Linked DNA regions of Lactuca sativa: region 2 is linked to region 1. A link is a contact called in public Hi-C data. All regions are on one chromosome and are shown on one strand. Each heading gives the region's core, a stretch centred on a gene start, on an enhancer-like site or on the middle of the called end of the contact. The rest is flanking DNA. Distances are from core to core; before and after follow the strand shown. Region 1 holds the start of LOC111920187 (auxin response factor 2A). Region 2 holds the start of LOC111896704 (protein BONZAI 1).

Evidence for each region. Hi-C and Micro-C count contacts between places; a contact is called where the count stands out from the background.
Region 2: a Hi-C map of seed shows a contact between it and region 1, with 4 times the contacts expected there. The contact joins the promoter of LOC111896704 here to the promoter of LOC111920187 in region 1. A contact is called at or near these places in 2 of 4 Hi-C or Micro-C datasets (leaf and seed).

What each region holds. Positions count from the first base shown.
Region 1 is chr1:36,794,929-36,801,461 of Lsat_Salinas_v11, forward strand. It overlaps LOC111920187 (auxin response factor 2A), which reads right to left and starts at 3,102. Exons shown (of 12, transcript XM_023915787.3): 1 at 2,590-3,102; 2 at 2,387-2,502; 3 at 2,108-2,203; 4 at 1,978-2,034; 5 at 1,712-1,867; 6 at 1,550-1,634; 7 at 1,373-1,463; 8 at 932-1,292; 9 at 131-856; 10 at 1-56. The coding sequence starts at 2,731.
Region 2 is chr1:37,403,703-37,410,589 of Lsat_Salinas_v11, forward strand. LOC111896704 (protein BONZAI 1) reads right to left here and starts at 3,941. Exons shown (of 16, transcript XM_023892681.2): 1 at 3,680-3,941; 2 at 3,006-3,053; 3 at 2,706-2,854; 4 at 2,570-2,618; 5 at 2,433-2,489; 6 at 2,101-2,289; 7 at 1,889-2,023; 8 at 1,731-1,792; 9 at 1,556-1,652; 10 at 1,321-1,435; 11 at 1,141-1,217; 12 at 910-1,047; 13 at 588-752; 14 at 390-503; 2 more. The coding sequence starts at 3,823.

The DNA of each region.
Region 1 (6,533 bases), core at 1,852-4,351:
TTGTTGAATTTAGTAAGATCCAAAGACCTCCCAAGGGCAATCCCTTGTTTATGAACCTTAAAATCAATAAATACAATTTATAAGCCAAAAGACCAATAAAAATTATTTAATTACCACCAATCAATACTACCTTTGTACAACTCCTTGTTGAAACTCCTCCTTGAACTTTGACTTGTGGCTGGGGATTTGAATATTGTTTTTCTCGATCTTTACCAGGTGATGCAACCGTGTTTCCAGCAAGGGGTACACCGAATATTTTACAGCTCCCGTCTTGTGGCTTCTTGACTTCATTTTGAACAAGGGGTGTTTTCGGAATTACGTCAGTGGAATGAGAAGGGATGTGTAGATACGATGGAAGCGGTGGTGGCATCATCCACTTTGGATTCCGATGAATAGGGTAACTCTGGAATGGAATATCAACACCTTTCATGGATGACCCCAATAAGTTGAGTGGCATATTGGAGGGCATTTTGGACCATGGATTTGAAAACTCGGTTGAATTGTTGTGGGACCCAAAACCCGATAATAAGTCCGTGAAAGAAGATTCAGTAGGCCTTCCGAAAGGCAAACACCGGGACACAGAAAGGGCATCGCATGAATCTGAGTCGTTAATCTCTGTAAAAGGTGGTCTCAGTGTTGACAATTCTACCCTTGAAGGGTCTGCTGTAGCCATCTTTGATGAACCTTCTCTTGTAAGAACAGAGGAATCAGGAGATGTAGACAAGATACTTGATCGATGTCTCTTTTGTTTATTGACTGGAAGTGGGGTTATAGCAGGAGGAGTCAAAGCAGGTTCTATTTTCCATGGTGAAACTCTATCTGGACGAGGTACAGTAGATGTTTCATCCCATCGTACCTACACAAAGGGTAAAAACGTAAATTCGACATACCAGGAGTCCAGAACATGAAGAAAAAATGGTACAATTAATACCTTCAAGGATCTCCATTTAGATTCTGGCCATCTTTTTGGATCGGACTCTTCAATCCCAACTATGGTTCCAGTAAACCTTTGTTCTGGAGCTTCTTCACCTTCAAACCTCATTTTGAATCTCATTCCAATGGAGTAATTGTTCTTGATGGATTCCATGTACTGATCATATGGAACAATGAACTCTGTGGGGCTAGTTCTAGGCTTGTAATAGACTGTAAAGATTGTTCCTGTTTGTATGGCGTGCCAGGCTGTCGCAAGGACTCCAAGATGCATACTGTGACTGGATATGACAGATGATGGAACATTTGGTTGTTGTCTCATTGCACGTCTCACTCCAACACGAAGCTCTCCATTCTCACCTCTATAGTAGATGCAAAAAGAGAATCAAAAATGGAAAATGAAAACAGAAAATGAGATTTGTTAATTATTAATTGTTATTACCTTAAGAATATAAAGGCGTCACCAGCTACGAGTCTTTTAGAACTAACAAAGACACTCCAACCACTTTGAAGGAGATGCCTTCGGGGTTGACCTATACATGCCAAAACATATATCAAGTTATACAAAATCTGATTCAAGATTGAATATGTTGTTACTTGTTAGTAATTAGTTAATTACCACGAAATATGTGTCTGAAGCGCCATTCAGTTCCATGTAAATCTTTGGCTACTAGCTCCTGTGTTGGGGGTTGTCTTGACATGTCCTGTGAGAATCAGATGAACAAATGGGAATAAGTAACAGAAAAAGGAATGGAGTAACAAGAAGAAGGGTGACTGTTACCAATTGAGGAAGGCATTCATCAGCATGACGTCTCAGAACTGAAAATCCACCATGAGTGCTTGTATCAGAAGCAGTCAACGTTTTGCAAAAAGAATGCACCTGAAATCTGGATTGGGGAGGTGGTGGTGGTTCCTTCTTAACAGCGTTTTCATCTTGCTGTTGTTAAAGAAAATTTAGTAAGAAAAACAAACTAATCAAGTATCAGAAGTTCGTTAGTAGTTACAAATATATATGAAATATCAACTCCGTTCATCAAACTAACTCACATCAGCTTCCGGCATAAGAGTTATTTGGGCGAAAACCTCATCCGTGTCTTGTTCAGCCTTCAAACACGTAATAAATATCAGCCAGGTATACAAAACCTCTAGCAAAATCATCAAATTCAACAATATGTACCTTCAATTGCACATTAACAACACGGCAAAGGATCTTTGACGGAAGATTATACATCGGCATCTGTTGTTCGGCGACCTGATTGGTTGACGCCTCGACCTAACAAACAAATAATCCGTGAGAATTACTTCAGATTACGAACAGACCAGAAACAAGTACACAGTCACCTTTTCGTAACCTAATACGCACAAATCCGTGTAAGTTTGCAGTAAGAAAAAGTAAAATTGAACACAACAGCTTCAGAAATTAGCGCTAACTACACAAATTGGTACAGATTCGAACCTGTTCGATGTGTCCTTGAGGAAAATAAAACACCAGCTCGTTTTCGCGAGGCACAGTGACGAGCGGACCAGCACATGCTCGCCAGAGTTCCTTGTAAAGAGCCATATCCGCTTCAGCTACACACAAAAAGAGAGAGAAACAGTTCATCACTCGTAAATCTTAAAGCAAAACAAAATTTTCCATAATAGAACTCCGTCAACTACCTTTACCGGCACCGGAAACCGCCGTAACAGCTCTTGAATCACCTACCGCATCATTTTTGTCGCTAAAACCAGACAAAGAAAACGTGTCTCTGTCTCCTCTCATGCTGTTATTACCTTTGCTTGAAACCTCTGAAGATGTCATTTCACCACAATAAGCGCCTCCAAACACAGATCTCTAATCTAAAAACCCATAATTCTCAACAAAACCCTAAAAATTACAACAGATCAACACAATTTCAGGCCAAATCAGCTTCAAACTAGCATCAAATGAGCAAATTCATCAACACGTCTACATCAACAATCAGACGAGTTTTCTCTCTCTTAGTTATGGAAATTCCAAGAGCAAAGAAGATATTCATCGACTGGTTGGAGGTCAAAACTGGTGTTTGCAGTAATTTCAACCGGTGGTCCAAATTCTAACAACACCCGAGTGGTGACCGGGTATTTCCGGTAACTTGGACCGGGTTTTCTTCCCCCGGGATGATGAACCATATCTATTATCTAAAACGACATCTTATTTTGGCTTTATGCTTGGTCAAGGGAAGATACACCACATAAGGGATCATATATCATAAAACATTATTAAATGTTTTTCAGATGATCAAAAGTTGAAACACGAACGTAAAAAATAATAATAAAATATTGCGAGAATAAATTAGTGTTATATATATATATATATATATATATATATATATATATATATATATATATATATATATATATATATATATATATATATATATATATATATATATATATATATATATATTCTATTTTAAGAAAAAATCATCAAAATCATATGATTTTTTATTTTTTATAAAAATAAATTCATATATAGTTTTTTTTATATAAATACAAATTATTTAGTTTATTTATATAAGATTTTATCATGCTACTATTTATATATAGATAAAAACGTATATCTGATTTTTATTACAACTGATTTGTTATTCATATTTAAATAAATTGTTTTATTTACATTTAAATAACCAAGCAACATGTATAAATAACAAGTATATTACAAGTCATATATTAATAATCAGTTAGTTGTAATAAAAACACTATACACTAATTATTCACATATAAATGACAAATTAGTTACTATAAAAACCAGATATACTATTTATTCAAAACATCATATAAAAATGGTTATTTGTAGCTTCCCCTTTTAGATTTAAGTATTTTGGAGCACATTTATGATCGGTGAGGCTTTTAATGTTTTATTGGTTAAATTTTATTTCAAAATTTACCAAGGCTTTGAGAGGGAAAGAGGCATGGTTTAGAATTTAGGGGTGTGCGCGGTGTGGTTTGGTGTGGTTTCGAGTCAAAACCGCAAATCGCACTGCATATGTGGTTTGAATATTTTAGAAACCGCAAACCGCACCATAGATGTTCAAAACCGCGTGATGCGGTGCGGTTTGATGCGGGCGGTTTATGCGGTTTAGTTGCGGTTTGTGCGGTTTGATGAGTTGTTCAACATTAAATCTATCAAAAAACCAAAAACCTGACCAGATTAAAAAAAATTGATTGCTTTCATTTTATAAAAACAAATACAATTTTCGAGTTAAATCGTTTTTAATAAATTGTGACTCATGCTACTATAGTTCTGTAAGTATCATTGTTATTGCTTTATATTGCCGTTATAGTTGCTATATTTTTGTAAACCATAGGATCTTGATCTAATAGTGATTTAATATTACGTTATAGATATTTGGTTATTGTAAGAAATATATTTATATACATCATTTCTAAATCGTGATTTGAACTTATAAAAAAGTAAAGAAAAAAAAAAGTACATATATAACATGCGGTGTGGTGCGGTTTGAATTGCAGTTTTATAAATACAAACCGCAAACCACACTATATAGTGCGGTTTGATAAAATGATGAACCGCAAACCGCACCACGAAATTCTAAATCGCATTATGCGGTGCGGTTTGGTGCAGTGCGGACGGTTTGTGCGGTTTGTGCGGTTTTTTGCACAGCCCTAGTTTAGATAATTGTACCCATGAACACCATACTTTTTAAGCCATGGTTTTTAATTTCATACCAAATGAATATAATATTTATATAAATATATTTATTTAAAAAAAATAATGATAAAAAGTAGTAAAATGTGATATTTACTGGCTTTTGGTAAGTGAAAAATGAATAGATGAAAAACTGACGTTACACTGAAAAAATGAATGGTAAGTGATGAGCAGACCTTTCGGTCTTGATCAATAAAAACTTATTTACTTGTAGCACTAATATGTGATTTATTATGGCATCATGAGACATTCTCTAAGCGTGGGATTTATTTGAAATGCAAGAAAATATAATCACTTGTGTTTCTTATATATGCGAACTACAACAACCTCGTTGTTTAGGGGCATGATTTTTGCATGGCTAGTTTGTTCATAAATTACAATAATTAAGAAATTAAGAAATACGAACTACATCTTTATATTTGGCTTTGATTTCACTACAAAACCTTTAATAGTAGTATAGTCATTTGTCATTCATTTTGCGTGTGCATCTAGTTAGAATTTTAAAATCTTTCTTCTTTATAAAAAAGATAAATCTTCTTCTAGTTTTTGGATAGAAACTTTGTTTTCATCTTTGTTAGAATCCTCTACTTTATTAGATAACACAACTATTTCAACGATTTCTTTAATACGAGTAATATTTTATTGCTTTTGCCTTTTCTCTTTGCGACCTTTGATCGATTGCACTCTCTTGCATCATCATTTATGCACGGCTCTTTGTTCTTTTTGAAGATTAACCGATTTACTATAAACCACACGTGCTCAATTAAAAAAACATGCATATGAGTGGAGATCAATTCATGTGCGACATCCGTCACTTTTTTTTCGAACGACAAAGATATTATAAAACTAGCAAGAAGCTAGACAAAAACCAACAAGAATTACATGCAATATAGCAAGGGTTGGATCTTGTAACCAGGCAACTCAATTTAAGTTCAGACAACAACACCTAAAATTAGCCTAAAGAAAATCAGACAACAACACCTAAAATTAGCCTAAAAAAAATCAGACAACACCACCTAAAATTAACCTAAAGAAAAGACTGAGTAACAATGTGGTCAAACATCAAACTCTTTTTTGGAGTTCATCTACCAAAAATACAGTCTGTATGAAACCACCAAATATATATGCTACCATAAAGTAAGAAAAGAGGCTTCCAAAAACTCTTTATGAACCTTAGACATCCTAAGAGAACAAAACCAAATAAACAAATCCCAAATAGAGATAAAAGTTTGCATCGCAATATTCCACCATGTACCCAAAAGAAGCAATAAATCACCGACCATGAGGCACCCAACAAAAAGATGGTTTGTCGATTCCAACTCCTGATCGCTGATCGCAGACTAGACACATAATAGAAGATAAATCAAGATCTCTACTAGACAAATTTGCCCTCTTATGGAGCTTATTTTCATTTCTAACCACCATCCACCATATATTCATTTTTAGGGCTAAATGAAAAATTGGTTGAAGTCACTTTCTATCTTCTAACAAGGGAAAATAATTTGTGAGGGTAATTATTTTTTTGTCTTGTTCATGTTTAGGCAACTTTTTTCTTTTTTGTATCATTTGATCATTTAACTTTGTTAAATGTGTTCATATATTATCATTGTCACCTACTATAGCATGTAATAATTGTAATATGTGAACACATTTAACAAGTTAAATGGTTAAATATGTTAAAAAAAAAAGTTGTCTAAATTTAAACAACTTTTTTTATAAATTTCTCAAGACTTTTTATAATTTCTTACAACATTTTTATGATATTTTTTTCCTATAGTTTTTTCTAATGTTGTAAAAATCCCGATTAATCTCCGATTAATCTCTAGGCACTACTCGACCGATTAGAGAGCGCCTACCGATTAATCCATGCATACACAATGACTGAAACAGTAGAACCCAATGAAATTTTAACATT
Region 2 (6,887 bases), core at 2,691-5,190, 610 kb after region 1:
AAGGAAGAATATCACGGTTTCTCATGTAGGTTAAGAATTGTGAGGGTAATTCTGCTAAAAGGGATTGAGCAACAGACACTTCTCCACCTGCAAAATAACAAATAAATCACAACTATTTTTTACCATATTCAAATAAAAAAAATATATATATATATTTTCTTTAAGTGCATACAAAAGAGAAGGATTTAGGATTGAAGGAAGACTTATTATTACCTTGTATAACATCCCTGAAAGGAACAAATTGAACTATATCGCGTGATGCAAGCCGGCCTGTTGAGCTTTGGAGACTTTCACCTTTATCTGCATCTAAAATCTGCATGGAATGTGAGTAGAGTAAATGACAGTTTTACCCTTTGGTATGAGAAAAAAAAATAAAAAAATTGTACTACCTCCATCTCCGTAAAATCAGCTCCACCAACCCCAATGATTAGGATGGACAATGGAAGATCTGACGCCTTTACGAGGGCATCCTTCGTTTCTTGGAGATCTGATATGACTCCATCCTGTTTGTTAACAAATGAAAACGTATTTCATTTCATATTTATCATTGTGTTAAATTGTTAAATTGTTAAATTGTATGTGAATACCGTGATGATTAATAGAACAAAATACTTCTTCTCATTAGCTGCCAAAGCCTGCCCAGCTCTCAGTCCTGCAGCCTTTATCACAGGTCCAAATATGGTGGGGCCCGCTAGTGAAACATTAAAAAGAGCCTGTCTATATGCTGTCATGATACCTTCAATCCCTTCAACCTAAAATTTCCATAATAATAAAAAAAAAAAAAAAAACAGTTAAACCTTAGCAGCATCATCAACAAATTGGACAAGAGAATTGCTGTAAATCTTTCCTTAGTGAGAAAGAAAAAGACGTGAATGCCCTTATAAGAAAAATTAAAAGTTTCAGGTTCACCTCTGAGTTGACACTGCTTCCGTTTAGGTTGAAGCAATGAGAGACTGGGCCATCAGAAGGGCGAGCTCCAAAACCCCATAAAGGAAATTTCTTGTCATAATCATAAAAGTGAAGCACTTCACCAATTTCAAGTATTGCCTAAAACAAGTGGAACATCATTACTATTTGTATTTCTATTTGTTTAACAAGTGATTATATTTCCTATAAATAACAGAAATTGTAGCTTCTCACTTTTTGGTATGCATTTGGACGTCCAGAATGATCGATATAATGCAAAGAATCTGGCTGACGTGGATTTCCATTAGAATCTGAAGAAAAAAAAATATAGTATTATATAAAACATGAGGTAAGTAAGTAGGTTTGTTTGACAACAAAATCGTAGTTGTATGTGTAGAAAAAGAGCACAAATACTTGTAAAATCAACAGCCACCATGAAGTTCAATTCACAGCCACCAGCCAAGTAATCAAGGAAGGTATGTTGGACCCTTTCAGAAAACTTATCCACAAAGAGTTGACTTTTCAGTATCTGTGTATATATTATATTATAAATTATAAATAGGTAAGAGCAAAACATGATAATATCTATAGAGTCAGATGAATAATTAAAAACATATAAAATATAAATACATGGATTAGTGGTTAAAACCTTTTTCTGATTATCTTTCTCAAGTGATGGAAACATATGCACTCCCTGACCACTAGAAGATAATTTTTCTAACTCAGCAAGCGACTTCTGGACTTTGCTGAATGACCCAAAATATTAAAAAAAAAAAAAAAATTACGATTTTAATTAATAATAAAGAAATATAACGATTTCCTACCCAAGTGGATTGTGATTTCCGTTACTATTATAGTTGAAGCACTCAATACTCAGTGGAGTGTCCTGGATAGATTTAAATAAAAGAATTAAAAAGTAATAAAAAAAAAAGTGACTCCATATTGCATATATATGAGACTGAATGATAACATATTTTATTACCTTGCTACCCACTTGTGAAGTGTACAAAAGAAATGGTTTCCAAATTGGGTTTAAATTATTTTTCAGAACTTCTGTTTTGTAAACTGGAATAGTAGTCCCACCCTCCACACATTTTGAAATTACTAAAAAGGTATCCTGAAACAAACAATATGAAATAAGTAAATTGAAAGTCTACTCTATTATAATGATTAAAAAAGGAATGAAGTACATACACTTTTGGAGAAGAAATCCATATTCTTTAAATCTGAGCACCTAAATGTTAACTCAGTTGTAGTCTTGGACACAAAAACTTCTTCTGCATGAACATTGAGCTTCCCTTTGTTTTTTGGACGTGAGGTGTTGGTTGACTCTATTACATCCACAAGATCCATGGTCAACAACCAATTTGGTTTGGTGACTATCTACATAGAAATAACATCAATCTTTTATTAAAATCAAAACTTACAGATTTCAGTTTTAATTATATACAACATAGATGTTTCATCATATTTCCAAGAAACTAAAAAAGCAAAAAGATTGATTGTTCATAGTTCATAGTTCATACCTCGGATAATGTACAAGTAGCCTCTCCCAGGAATTGTTGTTCATCCAACTTAAGTGTCTGCAGAACAAACATAAAACTTTGAGTGTCAAATGTTTGAGAAAAGTTAATAGATAATAGAATTATATAATTTATTACACCTTTACTTGTGGGCCATGGAGTTTTCTATCAACATCATATACCCTGAACCTGTAATGTAAGATGACATTTTGTTTAGATATAATTTAAAATCAATGTACATGTATGAAATAGAAAATCTGACCTAGTAGAACTTACAACAGCATTTGAACCATTTCAAAATGATAGGTAACAGTGTGTTTTGTGATCCACTGTGGATTTAATGAATTTAGAACAATTTCTGTACGACCAATCTCTTGTAATGAGCCATCATTTCCTTTTGTATATATAACTGCCATGGGATCACTCTATAGATAAAATCATATATTTGTTAGAGAGCAAGAAAGTTTATCAGCTTCTAAAAAACAAGAAACAAATCAATATTTCACTCAAAATGCATAGATTTATAAGTACATGAAGTCATGTTTAAATCGGTGTTCATAAATAATGAGAACATACCTTGGAAAACATATCCATGTCACGCAAGTTTGAAGCAGACAAAGACAGCTGCAAGAATTTGATAATTAATTACATCAGTTTGACATATATGTAGGTTATCAGGTATAACAACAATACATTGATAATCATAATTAACCATATGTCTATCTTACTTACGAGTGAACATCAAAGAACACTTGTTTAGAAACGATGCTTACAATTTAAAATAGTAGTGCTGTTATAAATTCTACAATCAGGAGATACATCAAAATCAAAATTGAAAACCAGCCCATTGTCCCCTTTCTATAGGAAGCAACTACATGCTGCTACACACTATAATACCCAAAACAGACATAGCTTCATCTTTGGGCTGAAAATTACCTCCCTCGATCTAAACCTGCACATAGTCCGAACCTCTTTTTCAAAAACCAGCATGAAACATAACAAACTAGTCAACGGATTCATCGATCAAAAACCTCGAGTAATTAAGAACTAACACTTAACACTTAACACCTTCACTCTACATTTCTACAATGTATTACACTACGCGTGATAGGTCAAATATTACACACTCCACTGGACGTAAGCAAAACAAGTAATACAGGTAAGCAAACAGAAAAGTCATCCTAAAAATGATCGGAAATTAGAAAAATAAATATGAGAGAGAGAGAGAGAGAGAGAGAGAGAGAGAGTACCTCGATCTGAGAAAAGAGGCCATGGTAACCACGAGATTTGAGAAAAACATCTACGGCATCATTAGGACCAGGAGCATCGGGATTATATGGAGAGCCGCCGACGGCGGCCTTGCCATCGGTAACGTCGGAGCAACAATTGCCCATCGCTGCTGCTGCTGATGTTTAGAAAAAATGAAAATGGAAATTCAAGTGAGGTAAAAGGGGGTCGACTTTTTAATGTTGAATTGGAGTGGAAAATAGTACTACTAGTTTAAGACCTCGACCGGACCAAGAAGGTTTCCAGGAGATAACGGTGGAGTTAAACCAATGATGTTTTTTACTTTAAATAATATAAAGAGTAAATTACATAAATTGTCTCTAAGGTATTTCTCATTTTACAATTTTGGTTAATAAAACCATTCCTATGATTTGGAAAAGTTACAAACCTTGCTAAATATGTTTTCTTATATTTAACAAAAGACTAAGACCTGTCACCTGTATATATTTTTAATGTGTTTACTTCATGAGTTATAGAGATATAGAAATAGATTTAAATATAGAGAGTTTTAGGAGTAAAACACTTGATGTAAATTTATCCAAACCTTCACGAAAAAATCCAGACAGCATCAATCAGCCTGTATTTAACAATCTTAAGCCTATCATGTAACTGATAAATCAAATATACATTAGTATTATGTTAGAATTAGAACACAAGAACCAACCGCAAGCAGGCAGTTTTTTTAAGGAGGAAAACTACAATTAGAGAATGACCGACCACTATTGAAATAACTTATTTTAATAGTAATAAATGATATACATAAACATAAATATCTTAATAGTAATAAATGAACATATAGCGTAATTTAATTCATCAAATGACGGCAAAATATTTAGACCAACTCATGTTGTTACTTAAAATAGATTGTTTTCCAAAATTTGGTACGTTGAAAATGAAAGTGGATGGGTCTATTTATAAAAAAATATTATTTATGTTATGATTAAATAGCCTGAATTATGTATCAATATCGTTGAATTGTGTATCGAATAAGAAATGGTATTTGAATTGTAGATAAGAAATCTCATTGAATTATGTGTATCATTACATATATAGTCGTCTTATTTATTATTCATTTGGACTTTCATCTATTTTATTTTTAAAACATTATTTATATATTTTTATCTTTTTGTTTATCTTTATAACATTTTTGATTTCATCGTTCTACATTTAAAATTATAAAAAAGTGTCATGTGTAACAAAGTACTTAGAAAAGCCTAACAAAAAAGTCATAAATATTATTTTATAGTTACAATTACAATAACTAAAGAGAATAAATTATAAATATATAATACATTTAAAATGAATTTAAAAACAATATAAAATAGTCAAAAGAGTCATGTCAAATAGATTTAGGGTGGTGTTATGGACACTCCACTCTAGTCTAATAAACTCCCTATATACATCTTTATATATTAGCCTATTATATCCTAATCATTTCATTACTTTATTATTTAATTATTACATTATTATTATTATTATTATTATTATCTAATTTTTTTAAACTTTATTTACTATTTTATTATATACAAATAAAATTACTAACTCTATTATTATCTAAGTTTTTTTGAAACGTTTTTTATAAAATAAATAAGAATAATAGTATTAACTATTTTTTATAAAATAATACTTTAAATAGAAATAAAAAAATGTATTTGAAATAATTAAACAAGTTGATCAAACAATTTGTTTGGCGTTAAAAAAATTTTATTGTTAAAAAATCTGCCGCCCAATTCTTCAAAAAAATAAATAATAAAATAATAAAATAAATAAAAACGTAGCCCATTTGTTAGCCCAATTCTCCATTAAAAAACAAAAAAACGTTAACCGTAACATAACAACGTCAACGTATTTTTCTCAGATTGTATTACTTACTCGTTTGTTATTTGACACCCCCACCACAATGCGACGACCGTCGTCATCAGACCACCACAACCACAGAATCGTCGTTGCATCGGACCACGACATCACTACTGCATGTAAATGAGAGAAGGCAGAGAACAGAAGCCGACAACGACTGGCAGATAGCGGAAGCTAGAAGAGGCGGCGTACGGCTACCGGAACATAATTTTTAAATTTTCTATTTGATTTTTTAAACTCGAAACTTTAGTTGAGAATGATGAAGAACGTACGAACCCGACTACAACCGACGGCGGAAATAAGAATATGACGAGTCCATCAGCGACACAGTTTTCCGGTTAGCAATTTCGCCGGCAACAATATTTTTTATAGAGAGGTTTATATTTTCTAGGAAAAAAATATAATTAATCTCAATAGACATTGAGAAAATGTAATAATAATAATAATAATAATAATAATAATAATAATAATAATAATAAGTTCAGCATTTACAAAAAGGCCTTGTGTATTTGAGTTGTTCAATATTTTTTATTTTTCGGATTTTGTTTAAAATCTACAAAAATATAGAAAAAAAAAAACAAGTCTAGTTTCTAAAAATATTTGAAAAGTAACATCTTTTTTTCTTTAACTTAGTGCGTTTTACATATGTTATTATGTTAATACTAACTATTTAAAAAAATTGTTATGATTCCTAAAATCATATATATATATATATATATATATATATATATATATATATATATATATATATATATATATATATATATATATATATATAATATAAAAATGCATTTACTAAAAAAATAATTATAACTACCCCTTGTAAAGTTTTTTTTTTAATCTAATAAGGATTGGACCATTTATTGGTACGATTTATTTTGAAATATGCTTCAAAAAAATTAAGGATTCAAAAAAAAAAAAAAAAAAAAAAGCGTACATATTGATTATATTGCCAACATAGTAGACAGTATATTAGGGATAATGACTTAAAAGGGTAATATATTTTTCGATTTGTACACATTTAGTCACTGAGTTTTTTTTGTCCACATTTACCCCTTCAACTTATTTTTCGATTTGTACACATTTAGTCACTGAGTTTTTTTTGTCCACATTTACCCCTTCAACTTGTTAAACTGTACACATTTAGTCCTTATGATCGGCAACTCCAGGTTAGCCGGTAAAAATGACTTAATAGGGTAATATATTTCTCATTTTGTACACATTTAGTCCTTAATATTTTTGTATACATTTAGTCCTTAATATTTTTTTTTTGTCGCAAAATAAGTCACTTTTGTTTTTGTATTCATTCAGTAC